Regions from separate parts of the Rattus norvegicus genome. Here region 1 is linked to region 2. Evidence: chromatin contacts called from public Hi-C data. All regions are on one chromosome and are shown on one strand. The core of a region is the stretch at or near the end of the contact, and the rest is flanking DNA. Distances in the headings are between cores, read along the strand shown. Region 1 holds the start of LOC120098810 (a long non-coding RNA gene). Region 2 overlaps Arid5b (AT-rich interaction domain 5B).

Region 1 (6,529 bases), core at 2,796-5,295, 140 kb after region 2:
AAAGCTTGGAATTCCTAAGGAAAAAATTCATAGATCATATGAAAAGCCCAAGATGAAGGAAGACCAGAATGTGGATGCTTCAATCCTTCTTAGAAGGGAGAATAAATTACTCATGGGAAGAAATACAGGGACAAAGAGTGGAGCAGGTACTAAAGAAAAGGTCATCCAGAGACTACCGCACCTTTGGGATCCATCCCATATGCATCCACCAAACCCAGTCACTATTGCTGATGCCACAACGTGCTTGCTGACAGGAGCCAGACATGGGTGTCTCCTGAGAGGCTCTGCCAGGGCTCTACTGATACAGATGAGGATGTTTATAACTAACCATTGGACTGAGCATGGGGACCCCAATGGAGGAGTTGGAGGGAGGATTGAAGAAGCTGAAGGGGTTTGCAACACCATGGGAAAAACAACACTACCAACCAAACAGACCCCCAGAGGTCCCAGGGACTAAACCACTAACTAATGCGCACACATGGAGGAACCCAAGACTCCAGCCACATATGTAGCAGAGGATGGCATTGTCCAACATCAATGGGAAGAGGGGCCTAGGTCCTGTGAAGGCTTGTTTCCCCAGTGTGGGGTTATGCCAGGGCGTTGAGGTTGGAGCGGTGGTTGGGTGGGAGTGGGGACATCCTCATGGAAGCAGGGGGAGGGGAAATGGGTATGGGGGGGATAACATTTGGAATGTAGATACATAAACTATCCAAGAAAATAAAGTTAAAAAGAAAAGGCAGAGGACAGTGAAAGAGCTACCTCTCGGAGAGTGATCAGTTGGGTTTAATCTGGACGGAGGACACCAATGAGTCAAACACCCGATGTGGCAGAGTGTGGATGCCAGGCTGATTGAACGAGACTTCCTTTTGGCTGCGATTCTGGAGACAGGCTGAAGGTCAACTAAAGCGACCCAAGAGAGTGAGAGGAGAAAAAGGTGAGGCCAGACTATGGAAGCCAGTTCCTGAGACTGTGGAGAGAGAGCTATGGAGGTCCTTCAGCTGGCTGATAGATTGGGGAGATGGGAGAGTAGAGGAGAAGCCGATGGCTCAGGGAAACAGGAAGTGGGGAGGAGTCCACCCCAATCACTGAGAAGACAGGTCCAGTGGGGTCCAGTACTGAAGCCCGAGATACACTGAGGTGAGTCTAGGGGGCTGCTGGACTCGATGGAAGGTGGGCATGTGAGGTCCCTGACAATCAAGACTGTCGACAGCACCCAGAACACAGGGATCAGCCGTGAGAGGAATGGAGAGATCTTGGGGGTTGGGGAAAGAAAGAAAATCATGCCTAATCCTTTAAGAGGAAAAGTCAATGACCACAGAAACTGCTTAGAGTCACCTGGTCAGTGGTCATCAACCTCAAAGAAAGGACAAGTTCCTTTTTTCTTAAGCCCTCAGGAGTACAGGTGCTGAAGTGATCAACCCAACAAGAACAAAACATTTAACCAGGCCTGGCGTTCTCCCCAGGTAAGGGCAGGAGCAGGACTCTGAAGGGAGGAGAGAGAGGTGGTGGAGGGTGAGGGATCTGGCTCTAAAGATCATCGATGGATGTGTCAGTGGTGATAAGAACTTGGGAACAACCGAAAGGTAGAGGGCTGAAGAGGGTGGGAAGACTCAGGCCAAGGTCTGAGGAGCTCAAGGGAGCAGACAAGTTGTCTCTGCATACATTAACTACAGGAGGGAAAACATCCAAGAGAGGGAGGAAGAAAGAAAGGAAACAAAACAACAACCAAAAAAACCCAAATACACAAATATGCCTGGGGGTTATTCTAACAGACACACTATACTTTATATACAAGAAGTTATAGTATCTTGCATATTTCTTATGTATTTTTCTTAGTATATAATAATAGCTCAATAATATATATTTCCTATATATTTCTAGGAGATACACTATAATTTTTTCTTACCAACCACCACACACATCACCTGAGATCAGTTATTCCAACACAGCTAAACATTGTGCTCTTGCTGTTCACACAAAAAGCTAGGGGGACCCTGTGTATCTATGCTCTTGGGGCACTGGGAGCACTGGAGAAAAGTCGTGTTATTCATGCAGCCAAATTGGTAAAACTTATGCAAAGACCGAATTACAGGTTTTAAGGTTTTTCTTCAGCTTTGCACTAGGTTGTTTCTCTGTCACTGTGGTGAACGCCCTGACAAAATGTAATTGGGAGAGGAAAGAGTTTACATCACCTTATAGGTTATCATCAGTCATGAAAGGAAGTCAAGGTAGGAGCATAGAGGCAGGAACTGAGGGAGAGGCTTTGGAGGAAAGGTTGGTCCGCCTGGCTTGCTCAGTCTGCTTTCTTAGGGACCTCAGCACCAGCTTCCCAGGGGATGGCACCACCCACAGTGGGCTGGGCCGGGCCCTCCCACATTAATCAAGAAAATACCTCCACAGACTTGCCTACAGGCCAATCTGATGAAGGTTATTTCCTCAGTTGACCCTAAGTGTGTGTGTGTGTGTGTGTGTGTGTGTGTGTGTGTGTGTGTGTGTGTGTGTGTGTGTGTGTCTGTCCCCATATCCAGCACTGGCTTTAAAACATGGTCATGCCCGAGAATGCAACTCCCCAACTACTAAAAGTTAAATACATAGGTCATTGGCCTCCAGGTCCTAGGAATGGCACATCTAACTATAACTATGAAAAAGAAAGGCACTAATAATTCCTTCTAAGAATGGGTATGCTAGAACACAGCCAGCCGAGGATATGGCCAAGGAAGATAACTGGAATACCATGGAACATCAGAGGAGAGATCTGGGGGTGCAGCCTATGTAGACACACACACACACACACACACACACACACACACACACACACACACACACACACACACACACACACACACGTATCATAGGGAGGAGCTTGAAGGCTTGGGTGGAAGACGTCCACGCAGAAGCAAGACATGAGAGGAAGATGTCAGCGCAGAAGCAAAGCACCATGCCCCGCCTCCGACAGCTGAAACAGGACCCAATAACCCCTCACCCCTCCCATCCCCCACCCCCGTTCACTTCTCTAGATTCTAGTCCTGAAAGTCATCCCGAGTTTCTAGTGACATGGTTGGTGTGGTTAAGCCGTAATAGCTGACAGCCACCTCTGAAAGTCAGTGGCTGGCAGAGAACCATGACTGCTTGCCTTCTCCTCAGGTACTCGGGAGAGGCAGCATGTCCCGGGCCAGGGAGCAGAGGGGCGGGGACTTCCGGCTTACCTTGGCAAAGGAAGAACAGGAAGTTTAGAGAAAGCAACTGACTTGCTGGTGGCTAGCGAGAGGACCCTTGTTAACAACTAGCTTAAAATTATAGGGTTCTTTTCAAGGAAAACAAACCATGTAGTAGTCACTTTTCACAAGAATCCTGAGTGACTAGCGACCTCTGAAGCCCCAGGAACCTCAGGACTTTCCTGCCGGGGCCTCTTCTTAGGTCAGTTGTGTGTGTGCTGTGGGGGAGAAGGGGTGAGGAGCTGAGTGATCCCTTAGTTAAATTTAGAAACTACATTAGCTTCCCCACCCTCAAACCTTTTAACAGCATCGTTTCAAACCACAGACACTTCATTTACTGGAGATGTGTTAGGAAATTATTTTATACCTCCAATCTAATTTAAGATGACGCAGGAGGGATTCTTGGGAGATTCGTTTTTATTTTATGGGTACGTGTTCTGCCTGCGTGGACATCTGTGTGACCTGCACGCAGGACCCTCGGAGGCCAGAAGAGGACCTCAGGTGCCCTGGCACTGCAGTCACAGACAGAAGACCAGTGCTCTTCACCGCTCAGCTGACTCCCCGCCCCCCCACCCCGTGGCTTGCTTGTTTTGTTTTTACATTTGGTTTGTCTTCTAGTCAACTAAAATATCACAAATGATACTACAAGTTTTGACAGGAATTTTTTTTTTTTAAAGTATGTTTGAACCCTGAAGAACACTGTCCTAGTCACAAAGCAAAAGCACTTAATTCGGCTGTTGGAGGGGAAAACTGGCAAGTTCTAGAGGAGGAGATTTCGGTAAGCCTACATTCCCCAGATAAGAGGAGGAAATGAGTCACATCAGGGAACGTACTAAAAAAAATCTCCAAAACATGTTCGTTGTCTTCTTTAAGCCCAACAATACCATTTTATGATGGTATTTGAAGTCGCTTCATTTTTAGCCCGTGACTAATTACATGGGCATCTTCCAAACCAACAGTGACTTCACTTGAGAAGCATTCGAGTCAGGATTAACAGCCTGTCTGTAAAACATTACATTCATTCCTTTGCGCCAACCCTAACACCGAGTTCCCAAAAGTTTAATCAGTTACATTTTTCCTATCAAGAAGGCTGATTGCTATAATATTGGGGGTGGGGGAGGAATCAAGGGGTATGGAAAATAAAGACTACTTAGATGGTAGTCAGAAAAAAAATGCATTCTTGTCAAGGAAAAAAAAATAGCTATATTTGGCCAGATACTGTCTCCTAGTTACATAGTATTTTATAGGCAATCATTTTGGTTAAAGGCCTACAGTGGAACATTGTACTTGGTTTGTATTTTAAAAGGCAAAAGTCATCCTCTTGCGCTGTCTGAATACCCGTGCTATACACGAGCCCCTCCCTACTCAGTACTGAAGTGAATGTCAGAGGGTCTGTGGGCTGTGCGTGAGCCTGCAGTGCTGGTCCTCAGAGAACAGGACTGGGTGAGAAGGGATCTGATCATCACATCTTTTGACAGACCTTGGTGGTATAAAAGACTCAAAGGTTCCTGAAACACACCTGAAACAAAACAAAACAAAACAAAACAACAACAACAACAACAACTTAGCATTCGAATTCATGGGCAAATAGTGGAGGCCAATTGTGACAGAAGAGTTGAGACTCTGATGCTTGTTCCTGAAAGCAACAACGGAGCACAGAACAAGAGGCTCCCAAGAAAACCCCTGGGCTTTGCAGAGAAGCACAGGCCTGGTCCCTGTCATCATCTATGACATTACAAAGGGGGCCTGAATGTGAGACCACATCTACATTGAATGTCCCATGTCAAGGCTCTGCCTGGAGTGCATCTACAAGAGCTCAGAAAGGGAAACTCTAGGGAGAACGGGAACGAGAATTAAAGGTGCAGTTATTAAGTGCCTGCTGTATACAAAGCCCAAGGATCAGTGTACTGAATTCCGTAATGATGATCCTATGGGGTCAGAAGCTCCTGGGGGCAGGGCGGGGAATGTATTATCTGCCTTGGTCACACAGCAGTAAGCGATAAGAATAAAAAAAATTAAGTACTCCTCATAAAACAGCAAACTTTCACCCGTTTAGAACTCTATTCACTACTGTCGATTCCTTTCAGGATGTCTGAAACCCCCAAAATGCCCTTGAGAGCAAGGGGCTGCATCTTAGCACCTCTGCCTTCCAGTAGAGGAGGGGAGAAGGTGGAAGGCCCAGGGGAAGTGCAGCATGCAGGTGCCGCTGGAAGAGACCACGGAGGTTCTGGCTGTTCTAAAACAACGTTGCTCATAAGAAATGCAACCTCTGTACTAGTTGGTTACCTCTTTCCAACCTAATAAAATTTGAGCCGAAAGCAGAATGATATGATCTCTATAAATAAGAAATGCTTCTACTACTTCAGTGGTCTAAATGAGATGTCCCTCATAGTCTCTAGTGTTCGAATGATCTGTCCCCAGTTGGTGCGCTATTGGGGAGGCTTAGGAGGTGTGGCCTTGTTGGAGGAAGTGTGTTGGCTCACTTGAGGGTGGGCTTTGAGCTTTTAAAGCCCCGTCTTCCCGGTGCACTCTCTGTGCTTGGTGCTTTGAGATGGGAGCTCTCAGTTTCCCAATCCTGCCTGCATGACTCTGCTTTACCACCATGAACACTGACTCCACAGAACTCAGCCAAACTAAACTCTTCTTTCTATAAGCTGCCTCAGTCACGGCGTATCACCACAGCAACAGAGAAGTAACCAACACAGATGCCTTATGACAGACTTAAACCCATTCCAGCAAAACCCAACAGGATTCCAATGTAAAATGATATCTGAAATGATGTCTTGGTTTTAACATCTGTGTTGGAGAGAATCTTCTAGAACTGTGGACCAGAAATTGAGATTCACTTATTCGTGGATCAGAAAATCAATTCAGTGACTCATAGATGCTATTTTTGGTAAATCTGAATGAACTACAATGAAAAATATACCTAACATATTATAAACACTTCTACCCATTGGCACTGTGCAATCAGTCAGTCAGTCAGTTAGTCAGTCAGTCAGTCAGTCATAGCATACAGCATATTTCTTGGTTGAGCCCCTATCAAAACCATAAAAATACAAAAACAAAACAAAATAAAACAAAAAACTGGGTGGTAGTGGCTCACACCTTTAATCCCAGTGTTGGGGAGGCAGAGGTAGGCATATTTCTGAGTTCCAGACCAGCTTGGTCTACAGAGTTGAGTTCCAGGACAGTCAGGACTATACAGAGAAACACTGCCTCAAAAAGACAAAAACAAAACAAAAAAGAAAGAGAAGGAAGGAAGGAAGAAAAAGGAAGGAAGAAAGAAAGGAGTAAAAAAAAAAAAGAAAGAG
Region 2 (6,435 bases), core at 1,046-3,545:
TAAGTGACAGGCATTGGTTTCAAAACCTGATACAGAGTTCTGTGTCCCCCTCGCTGTATGTAAAGCACCTAGCATCACTTCAAGAGTTCGCTGAGACACACGCAATCTGTGGTGGGTACAAGAAACCAGAGCGAGTGTCTGTGGACAAAGGCACCCCACACACAGCTGGAGAAGGGCCTGAAGAATCGCAGGGTAGGTCATGTCTGCACCTATGACGCCCTACTTTTCGCCTGATTTCTGGAGATCTGATCTCAGGTCCTTGTGCTTCTGCAGTAACCCCTTTACCAACGGAACCATCTCCCCAGCTCTTTGAGCTGCGCACGGCATTGCTCTGTAAATGACCCAGAACTCAGCAGTCAGAGCTCGTAACACTCCAACTCCCCACCACGGTCTTCTGTTTCGATCCACTTGGTCTCCCAAGCGTGTCTCCCCACACTTCGTGTCTTACCAGCTCTCCCACTCTGCATTTCAGTGCAGTGTTTAAAGAACCCTCAAATCTAGAACAAATCGTTCTGTTCATCTCAAAGAATGACAGACCTCACACGGTTCTGGTTCGAGACCTGGGCCAGGTGTCAGATTGTCAATTTAATCCTAGCCTCTGTGCTAGGAGCCTCTGGGTGATCCTAGAATACTGGCAGCGAAACCAAGCCATCCCTCCCTGGAGTTATGTTGCAAGGAGTGGCACCTAGAAGCGTGGTATTGTGTCCAGGCCCCGCCCACACCCTTACTTCCCGGAGCCTGAAGCAATACTTAATAACCCCAAAAGAATGTTTTCGAATTGTTCTTCTGTTGATCCCAAAGAATGGGAGCCTTCACACGGTTCTGGTTCAAGACCTGGGCCAGGAGTCAAATTCTAAATTTAATCGTAGCCTCTGTAAACGCTTTTTCCTCTACCGTCCGCCATTTAAAGTTCAGTCTTCCCATCTGTGAAAGCAACAAACATGTCTGTCTTTCTGCCATGCGGGCTTGTTATTCTACTGGGGGGGCAGCATATCATATTTCCTACCATAATAGGAATTAAACAAAAGCCCTTTGAGCGAGAGTCCGGTGTGTAAACGCCTGTGCTTAGAAGTAGATGCACATCAGAGGCCCCTCCATTGTTGTTGTTGTTGTCTTTTAAAGAGAAACAAGGCTAACTAGAGAAATTATTTTGGAATTTTTTTTTTTTTTTTTTTTTTTTTTAGTAAAAGGACATGAAAGAAAGGGCACTTTTTGAGCTTGCGCCGCAGCGCACACATAAGAGCAGTCAGTCATGTTTTGCTAAAGAAGACACAGCTGTTTAATTTTATGGTAGAGTTACTTTAAGGACTTTGTCAATTCAAAGTCGAAAGCCAAACAACTGTTGCTGCAAAACTGGAGTCGAGGCCAAGTCAAGATAAATCCGCTCCTAAAATCATCTTGGAATTACAGAACATTTGGGTTCACGCTGGGCAGGGGGAAGTAGCTTTATTTAAAAAGCCAGTGCCTTGGCTGGTAATTGGAGGAGAGAGGGTTTGCTTTTTGTGTCCTGGGCTCTGCAGTTTTGGATCCCCCCAACTTCTTTTTTTAGCTGCTTGGTTTGTTTTAATACCAAGTTTATTTGCTTTTGGGGGCGAACAGGCCCATTCAGTAGGAAATTGTCCAAAATTACACCACATAGATTGGAAATGAAATTTAAAAATCAAATTAAGCACCAATTGCACAACTGATTATAGGATTTAGAATTATTATTATTATTATTATTATTATTATTATTATTATTATTCATGGAATGATACAGCTTAGTCCTTTCCTTGGTCTTATAAATTCCAAGTTTCTCTATACTGCCTATTGTTAGAAACAAATGAACTGGCCTTTTTTGTTTTTAGTGGCTTTTCTTCCTTATTAGGGAGTTATTCAGACATCTTTCCTTGGTTCCTGTAATTCCAAGCCAATTGGAGTATCAGCCTATTTTTGGTTATGAAGGAACTTTTAAAATGTGGGCATGATCTTTTTTACGGTTATAAAACTCGTTAAAATCAATTGGCCACAAAAATAGAACAGCTATAGCCACAGATACAGTGACTCTGTTACCTTCCTGGGATACATTGTTCTACACCTCCTATACAAGCCCCACCAACCTCACCTCACAACTCCTGGCATCCTGAAGGAGGCCTACTAAATGTAAATTAAAATGCATATTGAAACAGCCTAAAGTTGTGGTTCACACTTGCGTCCCTCCGAGATCAATGCCCTACCTGTGTTTGAGTAAACCTTGTTAGTTCCTGGGGTTTTTGTGGTCATCCCTGTGCATCACCCTGATTTACCACAAGAGGGCAATAGAGAGTTTGCTTAAGGCTAACAAAGCCAGAAATGGTTCTAATGACGAGCTAAGTGTTTTAACTTGCTAAGGATTTATTTCGCGGCCTTTCAATCGCCACACTTGCAAGCCTCTGGGTTTCCTGAACAGCCAATAATCCAAAGACATTTCTTCTGAGAGGAAATACAGAGATACCGGTGCAGACGAGGACTTTTGCCCAAATAAGGAGGCTTTTTATGGCGACCCCATGTGTTAGATAACTGTCTACTGACAGTTGGTCATGAGTTTATAAGGTCGGATGCTAAAATATGTATACCATATGCTATGAAAGCGCTTGGGTGGAAGACCAAAAAAAAAAAAAAAACCTTTACAGCTATCACCAACATACCAGAGGCACACAGACGGGGCGCTTCATTGCATGTAGGTTGAACCCATCCAAAAATGTCATTAAAAATGATCACCTTATAAGTATCCTACAGTAAAATACCCGTCGCATGTCTTGTTCACGCTGCAGTGATCGTTTTCATCTCTCAGCCTAAAACCTGAGGTGCTTGAGCTGCAGCTCTCGCTGTCTAGCCTGAATTTATTTCCGGAGCCACCATTACTGCTCTCGTGTGTTATAATCCAGGTCATTTGAAGATAAAAGGAAGGGGTTCAGCGGAGGAGAGCTTGGCTTTTGATAGGTTGCTTAGCTCCTGTGCTTCATGGCCATCGTCATAGAAACCAAAGTGGAGGAGCCAGAGGGAATGGACTCTTATTTCAGACCCTGTGACTGGCTATGCGGGAGAACAAGACGCTAGGCTGACCCGGTATTAAGTAGCCACTATCATCACAATGTCCGGTGGTCTTTCTACATTTATTTTTTATCAAGTGCATATGTGTACGCATGTGCATTGTGGGTCTGAAGACGGAGATCAGAGAACAACTTCGTAGAACTGGTTCTCTCCATAGAGCTTGGCGTGGGTTCCAGGAATCAAACCCCTGTCCCTAGGCGTGCATAGCAAGGTCCCTCTTCTGTCACCCTGTTTTCTTGCTGGTCCTTTGGATGCTAAGGATGACTGGATAAAGTGCTCGTCTCCTCTACAGTTCCCAGAACTGAAACCTCTTTCTTTCATCCAACTTCTCCGGGCTTCTTGGCAATGTGTCGTGTGAAATTGTGGGACCTGAGGCAGCTGGACCATGCCAAGAAGGTCATGTTCTTGCCTTGAGGGCTGACTGTATCTGACCCCTCTCCTTACTTTCAAGTGAAATCTCTAAAAGGCAAACGCAGTTAGACTGTAAACTTTTTCGGCAATTTGTGGTCAGGAAACTTCTACTTGGGATTAGCCAAACTCACTCAAATTCCATTTTCTCATGCTCATGTCTGCACCAAATGATTAAAACACTACACCCAACTCATGTCATCAACATGTCAAAATAGCTCAGGAGGAGTCAGAGCTCCTCTCTCCCTCTCTCCCTCTTTCCCTCCCTCCCTCTCTCCCTCTTTCCCTCCCTCTCTCCCTCTCCCCCTCCCTTCTTCCCTCCCTCCCTCCTTCTCTCCCTCCCTCCCTCCCTCTTTCCCTCTCTCCCTCCTCCAACATGTTTTCACTTGGTACCTTAGTTAAGGAACTTAATGTTCTAACAGCCTTATCGGGACGTTTAGTAACCTCGAGTCAATATTACTAGATTTGAACTTTTTTGAGACCCCACATCAGCAAATTCTGGGGTAATAACATGTGTTCGTGACAGCAGACATTACAGCAGATAGGACCCTACATTGTATTGGACCATTTGAGTTGTGATCTTCGATAACTGTGTTCTAGCTTCAGACGTCGGTCTGTTTTGCTTACCCTTTGAGTCCCAACCAAGGACATCTCTGATCCTAACATTATGTTGTCGTCCAAACCAGCATCACCCATACGGAAGATGACACAAGCCGTCTGCCATTGAAAAAGGAAAATGTGGAATTAATTTTAATGATATATTTATCCAATCCATTATAGCCAAAATATTGCCATTATCTCAGTGTGGACTTGATTTAAGATGCGCTCTGTGAGATCGTTTGCTCTCCATCCCACATGTTGAAAACCAGTCGGTGTTTCGCACGTAAAGTGCACCTCGTCTCGGACGTGGGGTTTCAAGAGCTCTGCAGACTCCTGTGGGTACCGTGACCGCACTGGATGCAGCGACTTTAAACAGGAAGAGAAATGTTTTCTCTTAACTGACAGCGTGAAGCTTCACCCTTCTCTATCACTGTTATTAATTATTACTAGTATTATTATGAGATCCATGGAGTGGTTTCCACTAACATCTGCCCTGCTGTTCTCTGTGACACAAACTCATGTTTCCAATGACGGAGCACATGAGCTTGTCACAATCAACCACTGGTCCCTAGTTAATGTATGCCTGTGGGGGTCAGGAACTTTGTTGCTGCCTCTGCCCACACACCACACCCCAGGCTCCTTTCTCTTCTTCTCTGGACCCCTCCAGACTACATTTTCTACTCTCTTCTTTACAGTCAGAGAGCCATGGGACCGCAGAAGGGTTGTGAAGTGCCTTTGCAGTACGGCGGCTCCTGCAGCTCCTCAGGGGAAGCTCAGGGAACGTGAGCGAGTTTTAGCAAAGCATTTTAAGAAAAGCCGTTATGGGCGGAGATGGGCAGAGATGTTACGGGCGGGTGTGTGCACGTGTTCCGTGTGTAGAAGCCGGCGTGCATGTGTCCATGCTGAGGCCAGAGGAGAGCTGTGTCATCTTCAGGCATTGGGGGTGTCTGTTTGTGTTTTGAGGCTTGGGCTTCCTGCTGAAATTTGGCTAGCCAACCGGCAGCTCGCCCAGAGATCTGCCCGCCTCTGCCTCATCGGTAGGAAACTACATCTGCGCACCACTGAGAGGCTCAGGGACGGGAGTCTGAGGATTGAGCCCAGGCCTCCATGATTATGTAGAAAACACTTTATAAACTGAGTCATCGCCAGCTCCCTTCTTAGTTAAAAAAAAAAAGTTACATTTTTATTTGTGGGGTCATGTGCCACCAAGCACTTGTAGAAGTCAGAGGTCAATTCTCTAATTCTCTCTTTCCACCATGCCGGTTCTAGGGATGGAATTCAGGTCACCCCGTTTTGGAAGCTAGCACTGTAGATTAGTAGGACCTTGGGCTCTTACTTTTAAAGAAGGAAGGACACTATATCCTAGATTGTTCTTTTGGATGGAATAAAGAAATTAGTAACTGGACTTTCTGCACAAACTCCTTCTGTACATCTTTTAAAACAAATTAGGACCTTATTCGATTGTTTTTATTCGGTGTGGATTTAAGAACCAAACTGTGTCTCCTAGAATGTTCATCCATGTCTGTAATGAGTTAAGCATAGCCATGCTAATCTATGTATGCACAACCAACCAAACCAAACCATAAAAACTATTTACTTAGATCCAGTGGGGAACATTTTCTTTGTCAAATTGGCAAATCGAATACCTTCGGTATTGAAACTAGACAATCTCATTTCCAAAGCTGGAGAGATGGCTAAACACAGACGCTGTGTTTTAATGCAAGTCTAAATGCTACTTACCGTGTCCTTCTGAAACCATTTGACGTAAAAATGTAGCTTTCAGTTCGCTGCAGTTGTGTTCAGTAGGGGCACCTCGGAGGGTATCAATCATAGACTGGAATGAGCAAGTTTATTGGTTGTCACAGAAAAAGGAGAGAAAAAGAGAGAGAGAGAGAGAGAAATACTTGTTCTCTGTTCATGAGGTCCTGTTTTTATGACCTTCAGAAATGGTAGGAATTAAAATATCCTTCAAAAACATGTCCACAATAGATACTTAAATAGCCTTAAACAATAAACAGACAATAATAATAAATTGTAATTCATCCCTGTTAATGGTAACATGGCAAGATAGGCTAAGTCTGCATTTGCTTAATGTTTTTCAGAAGATGGGAAAGAACTGACTTCTTTGAAAAAGTACAATGCGGAGTTGAAATGGCATATTTTTTTTCTAACTGTGCAGTTGTGTGTGTGTGTGTGTGTGTGTGTGTGTGTGTGTGTGTGTGTGTGATTTTTCTCCCCTGGGGAGCCTAGACTGTCACATAGGCCTGGAAGTGGCCCACAGGATCCCTGACATGTGGAGGGAGAAACAGTTTCAAGTACATGTGATCACAGAGGTTGGAGCCACTGTAGTCCTTT

The links. Hi-C and Micro-C count contacts between places; a contact is called where the count stands out from the background.
Region 1: a contact with region 2 is called in a Hi-C map of the A7r5 cell line, with 5 times the contacts expected there. The contact joins two enhancer-like sites. A contact is called at or near these places in 8 of 12 Hi-C or Micro-C datasets (the A7r5 cell line, the Rat2 cell line, Schwann cells and 5 more).

The regions. Positions count from the first base shown.
Region 1 is chr20:20,574,101-20,580,629 of GRCr8, forward strand. The region is part of intron 6 of Rtkn2 (rhotekin 2); the gene reads right to left. It overlaps LOC120098810 (a long non-coding RNA gene), which reads left to right and starts at 698. Exons shown (of 3, transcript XR_005497346.2): 1 at 698-3,417; 2 at 3,893-3,993; 3 at 5,303-5,533. Within about 2 kb of position 4,046, at least 14 of the 93 cell types and tissues checked have an H3K27ac peak or open chromatin away from gene starts, as enhancers often do. A contact at or near this core is called in the A7r5 cell line, where this site is marked.
Region 2 is chr20:20,431,081-20,437,515 of GRCr8, forward strand. The region is part of intron 4 of Arid5b (AT-rich interaction domain 5B); the gene reads left to right. Among named protein-coding and RNA genes, the nearest start is that of Arid5b, 130 kb to the left of the region's middle. Within about 2 kb of position 2,296, at least 12 of the 93 cell types and tissues checked have an H3K27ac peak or open chromatin away from gene starts, as enhancers often do. A contact at or near this core is called in the A7r5 cell line, where this site is marked.